Linked DNA regions of Mus musculus: region 1 is linked to region 2. A link is a contact called in public HiChIP or PLAC-seq data. All regions are on one chromosome and are shown on one strand. The core of a region is the stretch at or near the end of the contact, and the rest is flanking DNA. Distances in the headings are between cores, read along the strand shown.

Region 1 (5,654 bases), core at 2,400-4,899, 190 kb before region 2:
TAGGATTTTTCCAAAAAGCCAGTGGCTCCTTAGGTCATCTTCAAACTGCTTCACTTTATTCTGTAGTGCTATCTTCTACACTACCAAAAGTGGGATTTTTCATATTTTATAAAAAAGAAAGCAAATATTTAAATCATTTAGGCCTAACTATTACTCATCTTGAAATAAGGATATCTGGACCAGTAATACGGCTCAGCAGTCAAAAGTGCTTGCTGCCAAGTCTGATAACCTGACTTCAATCCCCAGAACCTACAAGGTAGGACAGAATTGACACTCATAAGTTGTCCTTCGACCTCCACATACACGCTATGCCACACATGTCCATATACATATGCACAAAAGAAGCTTACATAAACATTTTCAAAGGAAGAAAAATGTTTATGTGAATCCTAAGCATAAAGGAACCAAGTATTATTATTCTGAGTATATAAGTCAATTAACTTAAATATTTTCAAACTTCCCTGTGTTGTGTTCCTATTCTGTGTTGTGTTCCCTTGGTAATCACTAATGTAAATTTCTGTCTCCACAAATTTGCCTAGTCTATATATTTCATATGAAAAGAATAAGATAACATGTGACTTTTTGTACCTGGATTCTTTCAGTTAGCTTACATTTTTAAAAATGTGTGCATGGAGCCGGGCGTGGTGGCACATACCTTTAATCCCAGCACTCGGGAGGCAGAGGCAGGTGGATTTCTGAGTTCGAGGCCAGCCTGGTCTACAAAGTGAGTTCCACGACAGCCAGAGCTATAGCTATACAGAAAAACCCTATCTCAGAAAACTCAAAAAAAATGTGTATATGTGTATTTACATGTGTACATGCACAAGCATGGTACATATGAAGGCCAAAGGACAACCTGAGGTATCCACCTATTTCAATATAGGATCTCTCATTCTCCTGAAGTTCACTCATTTAACTATGATGGCTGGCCAGCAAGCCCAGGGATCCTCCTGTCTCTACTTCCCCAGGGCTGGAATTACATGTACCACTACTCCCAACAATTTTACATGTCTTCTAGAGATGGAACTCAGGTCCTCATGCTTTTGAATGCTTTACTGAGCCATCCTCCCAACCGCATTTAGCTTATAAGATTTGTCCAAGGGGCTGGAAGATGGCTCAGCGGTTAAGAGCACTGACTGCTCTTCCAGAGGTCCTGAGTTCAATTCTCAGCAACCACATGGTGGCTCATAGCCATCTGTAATAAGACCTAATGCCCTCTTCTGGTGTGTCTGAAGACAGCTACAGTGTACTTACATTAAATAAATCTTAAAAAAAAAAAATTTGTCCAAGTAACATGCTATCAATGCTTCATCTATTTTTAACTGAATAGTATCCCATCATATTATACCACATTTTGTTTATCCCTTGACCTAGTGATAGACATGAGTCATTACCAGATGTTAGCTATTAAAAATAGTGTTGCCATAGCATCCATACACATTAAACATGTATTATATGTATATAACATGTGTGGCTACACCAATGCTATAACACAATGTAAAGGTCAGAGAACAACTTCATTGTATTGTTTCCCTACTTCCACCTTCACATAAATGCTGATGATTGGACTTACCTCATCAGGATTTACCGACTGAGTCATCGCTGGACTGAGATGTATGTGTAAGCAGATCAGCTAGAGCATATGATAATTTTGCTTTAACTTTTGAGGAACTTTTGGAATAATCTCAATAACTAGTGTACTATTTTGTACCTGTGGAATATTTTAAATTTAATAGTTAAATACTAAAACAGCAAATCTTTCAAAATAAGCCAGGTATGGTAGTACATACCTATAATCCTAGCCACCTGGGAAGGTAGCTTAGCCTGGCCAGGTTAGCAAGACCTTGTTTCAAAATAAAATGAAAAGGGCTAGGGATGTAGTATAGTAGGAGAGGACTTGTCTAGAATGTACAATGCCCTGAGAGCTGACCTCCCTAAATCATGAATGTTCTTTAGGTTTTTTGTTTTGAATGGATGCTCCCTTGGTAGCCCATGCTGGCTTTAAACTCTTCACCTCTCTATCTCAACTTCCTGAGTGTTGGAATTACAAGCATGTGCCACCACACCCAGATACAAATCTCTATTTACAAGAGGGGGGGGCATATGTGTATATGCATGCACACATGCACCTGCCCCCAGAAGCAAGAGGTATTGGATCCTCATGGACATGGAGTTACAGGAGGCTGTGAGCCACCTGATATGGGTACTGAGAACTGAACTTAAGTCCCCTACAACAGTGGTTCTCAACCTTTCCTAATGTTTTGACTCTTTAGTAGAGTTCCTCACCTTTTGGAACCCCAACCACAAAATTATTTTTGTTGCTTCTTCATAACTATATTTTTACTACTGTTATGAATTATAATGTAAACATCTGGTTTTCTGAGGATCTTTGGTGACTCCTGGACCCTCAAAGGGGTCACAACCCATTTATTGAGAACCACTCCATGCTTTTAACATCTGGGCCTTCTCCAGCCTCATACAGATGTTCTTAATGGCATCTAGAATAGAGAATCTTACAGACTATGCATGTAGCTCAGAGGTAGAAGCTCTACTTAGCACACGAGAAGATATGATCAGGGTAATGGTTGCTGACTGGAAATTTCTTTTTAAAAATTAATTTGTCACATCAGTGTTGAAAACCCACAGAATCAACTAACATAGACTCAAGGACTCACAAAGACTGAACTGCCTATCATGGAGCTTTCATGGGGCTGACCTAACTCTACGTAGGTTATGGTTGTATAGCTCGGTCTCCTGGTAGGACTCCTAACAGTGGAAGCAGGGTCTGACTCTGACTCTTATCTGCTTCTAGGTCCCTTTTCTTCCCACTGGGTTGCCTTGTTCAACCTTAATACAAGGGGAGGTGCCTAGTTTTACTGCAATCTGGTATGCTATGTTTAGTTGATATTCCTGGAAGGCCTGCCCTTTTCTGAAGGGAGATAGAGGAGGAGTGTATTGGGGGGTTGGGGGAACAAGGAGGAGAGAAGAGATAGAAAAGTGTGGTCAGTGTATAATATATGAGAGAAAAATACATTTAAAAATGGAAAAAATGAAAGCCTAGGATTATGAATCCTTCACAGAAAGTATTGATTTTATTTTGTTCAAATTTATCAGAGGTAGAATAGATATGGCCTTTAAAAATGCATTCCGTAAATCAGAAGCCCTGAAAATAAAAATTACTCCCTAATGCATAAGCTGCAAAGTGAATGCTATGTTAGCATTGTGAAAAAAGTATAATGTTGTTTATATTCCTCAGAGCTCTTGGGTGACCAGGAATACTGTGAACAAGCAGAGCAAACCTACCTACCTACTTATCCATCCATCCACATACATGCGCATTTGGATAGAGACACAGGTGTTTGCTTGTTTGTTAGATAAAGTCTTGTCAAGTAGTCCAGACTGACCTCAAACTCCCCGCCCCCCACTGCCTCTACCTGACAAGTGCTGTAAATACATATAGACACCTACACCTAGATCTGAGCAGTAATATTTTCAAAGAATTTTTTTTTTCTGAGCAATGTATCTGAACAGAAGCTTAAAATACTCAATGAAGCATGCTTTTTGTTGCTCTACTTATAGCTCTCCACAAAGGGCAGAAGAGATATAATGTAATTCTTAAAGGCCCCAGGCCTTTTAGAACAGTAAGTGATTACTCACTCCAACTTAAAGTCACCATCTGCAACAGCCCCTACACAGCAGTTGGCCTGACCTCCCCTGAAGCTTTAAAGGCAGGCATGGCTGTGGAGGTACTAGATTCCTCCAATAGAAGGCTTTTTGTTCACCTCAAAATCCTGTCATTCAGTGCAGCTACCTTCTTCAGTGGTCTTAGCACTACCTTCTGAATAACACACTGCAGCTTCTCCATGAGAATTCGTTGCTTCCTTTGATGCTTTTTCTTTTACTAGCATAAAGATGGCTTTTTCCTTAAATGTCATGAGCCAACTAACTGGCTTCAAATTTTCCTCTGCAGTTTTTTCACCTCTCCCAGTGTTCATAGACTTGAAGGGAGTAGGGGTAGGCTCTGGACAAGGCTTTGGATAATGCAGTGGCTGGTGTGATCTAGCAAACAACAGAAACTTTCTCTAAAGCAAAAAGGCTTTTGTGCTTTCCCTGTCTCCTACCATTTGTAACCCCTGAAGTAACAATTTTAAATTTCCTTTTCCAACTTTTTTTTTTGTCACAACGAGGTACAAAAGGCATATCTTTCAAGATGCCTTCCCCACTAACCTTAATCATTTCTAGCTTTTGCCCCCAAGGGAAACAAATGCACCTCTCTCTTCAACTGGCTGGTTTCCATAACAGTTGGGAGTAGGAAGGTCCAGAAAATGAAAAGGTATGGCATTAGATGATCAGCAGAGCAGTCAGAACACATACAATAGTTATGAAATTCTCCATTTGATGTGGGTACAGTTCATGGTATTACAAAACAAATATAATAGTAATGTGAGGGGTCACTGACTTCAGAGCAATATACAAGCAATAATGGAAAAGTTGTCAATTATTTCAAGAATTATCAAAATCTGACCTTGAGATACAAAGTAACAAGCCTCTAGAAAAATGGTACCAACTGATTTATTTACAGCAGGTTATCACAAACCTTTCATTAACTTAATTTACTTTTACTTTACAGTGTCTTATTTTATTTGGGGGAATGAATTCTCACAACATTGCTAAGACTAGCTTTAAACTCATAGGCTCAGACTTTCCCAAAGTAGATTGAACTATAGACATAACTGCCATATTGAACCTCAAAGTTTCAATTTGTAAGATAAACAAAACAAACAACAACCTACTCTGAAGCACAAAGTACAAAAAAAGTATGCCAGCATAAAGAATGAGCTATGAACCTTGCTTTGAAAGGATTCACCAACCAAAGGCCTACAAATGCTAGAGACAAGTAGGAACTACTTGTCTTAGATCTCCTTAATTTTCCTGACTATATTTTAGTTTCTTATCAATGAAATGTGAGGATAAAGCTGTGTTTTGGTTCATGTCTACAATCCCAGCACTGAGGAGGCTACAAAAGTATCTTAAGTTTAAAGCTTACCTATGCTACATAGAGATTTCCAGATCTGTCTAGGTTACATAAAGAGAGGGTTGGGGGAGTAGAGCAAATGTATACTACCATGAGAGAGAACACGGAATTATAAAAATTAAATTAGTTTATTTTTTTAAAGTACTTGGAACAAACAGCACATGGTAAATACTACAAATTTATTAAGTAATCTAGTTTCAACATTTTAACTAATGAAATACAGAAAATGCTAACAAAAATGTGTATTTTAGTACTATATATAGTATTAAATGACAGAAAAAGTCAGAATACTACCCTTCTCAGAAATCACCAAAAGTAATTGAAAATAAAAACAAAAAAACAAATCATAAATGTAAAGTCAGGCATGTGGTTTCATACTAACCCCAGCTCTCAGGCGTCTGAGACAGCACTCTGACAATTTTAAGGCCAACCCAGGCTACATGCTGAGATACTCTCTTTTAAAAAGACAGATGCTAACATGATCTCCAACAAAACCAGAAGATATACAACATAGAAGTAGAAAATGTGTTCAAATGAAAGACACCTGGGTAACAAAGGAAAAGTTAGGACATGAGCTTCAAGTCTCCGAGGAAGGTGGGACTGTGGGCTGGCAGAGGGG
Region 2 (5,510 bases), core at 2,478-4,977:
TGGCCTGGTAGGTGAACAGGCCTTCCTAAGGTTGAGACTAGGGAATCAGGCAGGCTTAAAGGTACAATTCCTGTGATTATCCCCCTACCCTCCAGCAAATGTGTCATCCGTCAAGATGGCTCAGTGGGTAAAAGTGATTGCCACCAAGCAACCTGAGCTCACTCTCCAAGCCCCTCCTGGTGGACGGAGAAAACTGACACCCAGAAGTTGTCCTCTGACCTTCATATACATGCAATGGCACACACACACACACACCACTAGCACCACCATCACTACCACACACACACACACACACACACACACACACACACACAGAAACACCACACACAGAGAGACACCACATTCACACACATATACACACAGACACCACACTCAGAAAGATACAAACACAAATGCAGACACACATAGACACAGACAGACAGACAGACACATACACCACCACCACCACACCACGCACATACACACAGAGACACAGACACTACACACAGAGAGACACAAACACAGACACACACACAGATACCACAGAGAGAGAGAGAGACACCAACGAGAGAGACACACAGACACAGACAGACAGACAGACAGACACACACACACAGTAATTGACTGAACTCAGTAGCACCAAGGATAGCGCGCTCTGGCCTAGCTACACGGACTGGATCTACTCATCTAACCTTTCCCAGGGTTCCTGGGAAACTGGAGACCTAAAAGCAAAGCCGATCTTGTGTCCAGTGTCTCACCGAGTTAGAAGAGGGAGGGAGTTACTCTGTCTGTGACCCGAGGGCCTCCTCGCCTCTATTGTTTTAACCTATTCCTAGGAAATGGTGCCACGGTGACTATTGTGTGCACTGGCAAACTCAGCCTCTTTGGCTTCGGGTTTCTGGTAGGGAAATGTCCCCTTTCTTCCCAGCACAGACTTTATCATTACTCAAATCTGTATTCAGCTCCCAACTGACTCACTGTCACCTCGGACAAGTCACCACTGTGTCTAAGCCTAGTCATCGCTGTACAGAATCTGAGACAATCGTTTAAGTCTTTGTTTTGGTTCCTGATTGGTTGGCCTCAGAGCTCTGGACCTGCAGCAATGCAGGAACATCACAGTGGAGGGCATGGTGGCACAAAGCTGCTGCCCCTGTGTCAGCCTGGAGGGGGAAGGAGTCCTAAGTCCCACCCATTGATCCAATTCCTCCAACCAGGCCCTACCTTCTAATATCCCATCCAATGGGAACTATGCGCAAGCTGATTCACTGACTTCTCATCAATGGCCTGATGATCCGCTATCCACAGTGTTGCCAGCCAGGGGCAAAGACTTTAAATTATGAGATTTTTAGGAAGACATCACATCTTAGCAATTGCCACCAATGCTATCCTGTGGGGTCAGTACAGCTCGTTCCATGTAAGGTTCTGGTACCAGAGCCCTTAACCCAGTCTGGCTTCCACTAAACAGCCAAGAAGTTAGCAGTGAGTACCCGGGAAGATGGGGGCTCAAAGATATAAAGGACTTTCTAGGACACATGGCAGAGGGAGCCCAAATGGGTTCCACTGTCCTGCCAGGAGCTACTGAGATGACAGTGGTCAGTCACTCTGAGAACCATTCTGGCTGCCACTGTGCTCCACTAGACTGTCCCTCTGTCCCCACCTGCCCTCCCGTTCTAGTTTCCCATGCAGAGATGATGGACTTCTGGACCAAAACTGTGTGAGAAGAGGTGGAGGCCCTACTCCAGCTTAGAACTGCAGGCAAGATGGCTGGTTTAAAAAATATAGATTTAAAGCTACACATGGTAGTGTACATCTTTAATCCCAGGAGGCAGAGGCAGGTGGATCTCCTTGAGTTTGAGGCTAGCCTGGGCTACAAAGTAAGTTTCAGGACAGTCAAGGCAACATTATCTAGAATACATACATATATATATATATATATATATATATATATATATATATATATATATATGAAGAGTGTATGTGTGTATGTGTGTGTGTTTATATGTATGTATGTATGTATGTATGTATGTATGTATGGGAGGTCAGAAGCATCAAATTTCCTGGAGTTTGAGTTATAGGCAGTTGTGAGCTCCCTGATATGGAGGCTAGGACCAAATTTTGATCCTTGAAAAAAAAAAAAACAACACATAAGCTTTTAATCACTGAGCAATCTCTCAATTCCCTTCTTTTCTTTCTTTCTTTCTTTCTTTCTTTCTTTTTTTTTTTTTTTTTGATAAGGTTTCATGCATGATGTCAGGTTGGCTTTGAACTCGCATAGCTGAGAATGACCTTAAATTTTGGATCTTCCTGCTTCCATCTCCCATGCCTGGACTATGCAGTACTAGGGACCGGACTCAGGGTTTTGCGAACATTAAATACGCTAATAGAGCAACATCCCCAGCTCCTCTTTCTAACTTGTTATGTCGCTGAGGATGCCCTTGAACTCCCAGTTTCCCTGTTCTACCTCCCAGGTGTAAGGCTTACAGGCCTTCACCACCACGTCTGGCTTTGGATGGTTGATATCAAGGGATAGAAAACCGGTTAATGGACTGAAGCAAAACAAGAACTTGTCAGTGGGCATCACTGGAGTCCATTGGGAGGTTGAAGTCTCAGGCTTGGCGGCATCCAGAAGCTCCACAGTGTTCTCAGGGACCTGTGCGCTCCTCTCTCTACTCTGCCCCCTTGGATTCTGGCAGTCTCCTCTCTCGGGCTTATATCTCTGCGACACAGGACCATGCCTGGCACACAGTCCTGACAGCTGTGGCAACTCCAGCCTCACTCCTCCCAGCTTTGCAAGCCCAACAGAAACCCCTCTCCTTCTCAACCATTGAGCAAGGCTCTAAAATGAGGGCTCCTCCAGGTCTACCTGCATGGCAGGCCACAAGCTAGGCTTCAGTCTTCTCTTCCAACCACGACCTGGAGCCTGGTTATTGGACAATGGACAGATCTGGGGCACTAGTGGTCTGAAGCCAACTGCAGTCCTTATGATTAAGCAGTGTATATATTCCACTTACTGTGGGAGAGGAAGGGGTGGAAGAGCCTGGAGCCCAGGCACAGGGCAAGGTGCCTCCCACACAGCTCTGGGCCAGGCTTTATTGGAAGAACTGGATGGGGGCATCAATCTCAGAGGAGGGCTATGAAAGGGCCCCAGTCCCAGTGTGCAGCTTCTCCTTCACACTCACAATAAGCTTTCAGTTCCACATGGTCCCTGCTGAGCAGAGGGGGAAGAAGAAGTAAAAGGGAGAAGAGAAAGCAGATCTCTGCCCTCCCTGCAGCCTCGTGCTGGCTTTGCCAGCTCTAGCCTGCTGAGACCTAAACTGTCCAAGCAGGGATTCTGTCCCTTGCCCACTGTTCTCCGAGTGCCAGGGTCTGGGATCAAGCTAGATGTAGGTGGCTCTAGGGCACCAAGGATGGATAACACACAGGGGCAGGGCTGGGTGATGCCTGGGACAGAGGGCGTGATGTCTCTGTAAGGAAGGGAACACAGCGACCATAAGTTTCTCAGGTTCAGAGAAGGTGGAAAGCTGGCCCTAAGCCACACAGCAGGCAGATGGTGAGTCTCAGCCTGACTCAGAAGGAGGAAACCAAATCTTGACCCTTCGATCCTGTGCCTTCCATGCTAAATTCATGGGCCAGGGGTCCAGCCAGGGGATTTCCCAGCTTGGTTTCCCGGCAGGCAGGCAGGCAGGCAGCCCAAGGTTGGGAAGTTTCTTCCCAGGTCCAGCAGCTGCAGAGAACTACCCGGTAGGTGGTGACTCAAGTTTTCAGCTCCTGCCTCTATCCTACAGGCTACATGAAGGGTTACACAAAGACCCTACGTCCTAAGTAGCATCAGAAACAGTGAGACAGTTCTTCCTGATGTCTTCATGCGGTTGACGATGCTGCAGAACTGAACCCATAGCTGTCACCTGGACTGAGGGAAGGAAGCAAATGTAGGTTGTCCCTTGGTGGGGGTAAAGGGCTGTGGTATTTTTGGTGATGGTATATCCAGGGAACTAGAGTAGAGAGGGGTGGAGGATGCCTGGTGTCAGGGTGCTACGTCTGGCCTGACACTCAAATGGCTGTTGTAAGTGCATTGAGAGGGTGAGACTCAGACAGAGGGATAGATAAGTAGGAGGAATCCTGAGGAAGGCCAGAGGAACAGGCCTAGGGGCATGTCCTGGGCTTGCTCAGTGCCAGACTAGCAGGCGGCCCCTGAAGCATGGGCACAGTGGCCTCATCCAGTTCAGCTGTCCACTAGCGCCATCTCATGGCTTCAGACTCTCATTACAGGGACTACTCCAGTCCCTGGAGGAGCCACAATCATTTAGAGGTCTGACCCAAGTCTTGCCCTGCCCCAGGGTCAGCACCCCATCTTCCCTTAATCCTTCAAAGTTGCATCAATCCTGGGACAGACCCTGGTGCCACCGGAGCCTGTCCTGGGAACACCACAGGAGCTAGCTACTGGGAAGAAAGCCAGGTCTCCGTGGCTGCTTGGATTTCTTGGCTCATACGCAAATAAACCGTAGGTGCCCAATTTGTACACAGCTGGCCAAATGTCTGCCTGAAATTCAATCTGCCTGGTCTCACTTTGGTTCAGATTTTCGGCTCCCTGTCCTGTAAAGTGGGCTTGGGGTAGGCTCAGTGCACAGACGGCATCTACAGTCTACAAGGCTCCTTTACAAGTGACAGAGTAGGAAGAGTCCTCACTCTCTGTGGCATTTCAACATGCAGGTGGCAACTGTGACATTCTAGACAGCAGCTAAGAGAAACAGATGGGAGTGGGAGCAGAGGCAGGATATGAGCCCGGCCCCCACTTACCAGCTTGGCATTCGTTCCCTGCGTGCCCTGCCCCCACCCCCTTGCCTCACTGACTTCACACCAAAGCCCCCGTCATCTTCCCCTCTGAGTGCTGCCTCTGCCCTGAAGAACACACCTCTCACCCTCTAGCTGTCCCAACAGCTATAAAGCCCCATTCATGTGCCCACCCCTACCCCCAACCTCATGACCCTTGGTCTTTAAGTAGAAGGGACAGCAACCACTAATAGTGGAATGTTGGGAGAGCTGACGGCACACAGTATGTGTTTAATAAGGGCGCGTAGTGAAAAGGACGTATGGGCAATAAAATATCTAGGTAAGAAGTACCCAAGTGGATTGTCACCTGGAGGGAGGTGAAGACAGGCATGTCAGTAGATGACCTACCAAATGGATGGAGGATTGGGATAGGAGTACAGACTCAGAGAAGTGAATGGAATCCTGGTGGCTCAGCTGTCACAGCTAAGGGAAGGGCCAAGAACTGTGATAACACACCTATACATTCAACAGATGAGAACACTGATGGAGAGCTGGGTGGAAAGCCACTCGCTGGGTCTGCCCATGCCCATGTCCCCTCCTCCCATGGCTAGAGAGGGAGTTCTGGGAAGGATGACTTTTGTTCAGCTCTGTGCTCCTCCAGGCTGTTTCCGCCAAGCCAAGGTGTGGGGGGTGACAGGGAGTGCCCCCCCATCCAAGGGCTATTTCAGTCAGAGCTAGCAGCGCCAGGAAGCAGAGGAAAC

Evidence for each region. HiChIP or PLAC-seq counts read pairs in DNA pulled down with a chosen protein or histone mark.
Region 1: an H3K27ac HiChIP or PLAC-seq map of trophoblast stem cells shows a contact between it and region 2, with 6 times the contacts expected there. The contact joins two enhancer-like sites. A contact is called at or near these places in 4 of 39 promoter capture datasets (the 3T3-L1 cell line, the C10 cell line, HPC-7-derived erythroid cells and 1 more) and 3 of 115 datasets of contacts at active chromatin or transcription factors (embryonic stem cells, microglia and trophoblast stem cells).

Annotation. Positions count from the first base shown.
Region 1 is chr7:101,131,541-101,137,194 of GRCm38.p6, reverse strand. The region is part of intron 2 of Fchsd2 (FCH and double SH3 domains 2); the gene reads right to left. Among named protein-coding and RNA genes, the nearest start is that of Fchsd2, 26 kb to the right of the region's middle. Within about 2 kb of position 3,649, at least 2 of the 459 cell types and tissues checked have an H3K27ac peak or open chromatin away from gene starts, as enhancers often do. A contact at or near this core is called in trophoblast stem cells, where this site is marked.
Region 2 is chr7:100,942,163-100,947,672 of GRCm38.p6, reverse strand. All of the region lies in intron 1 of P2ry6 (pyrimidinergic receptor P2Y, G-protein coupled, 6), which reads left to right. Among named protein-coding and RNA genes, the nearest start is that of Arhgef17, 13 kb to the right of the region's middle. Within about 2 kb of position 3,727, at least 140 of the 459 cell types and tissues checked have an H3K27ac peak or open chromatin away from gene starts, as enhancers often do. A contact at or near this core is called in trophoblast stem cells, where this site is marked.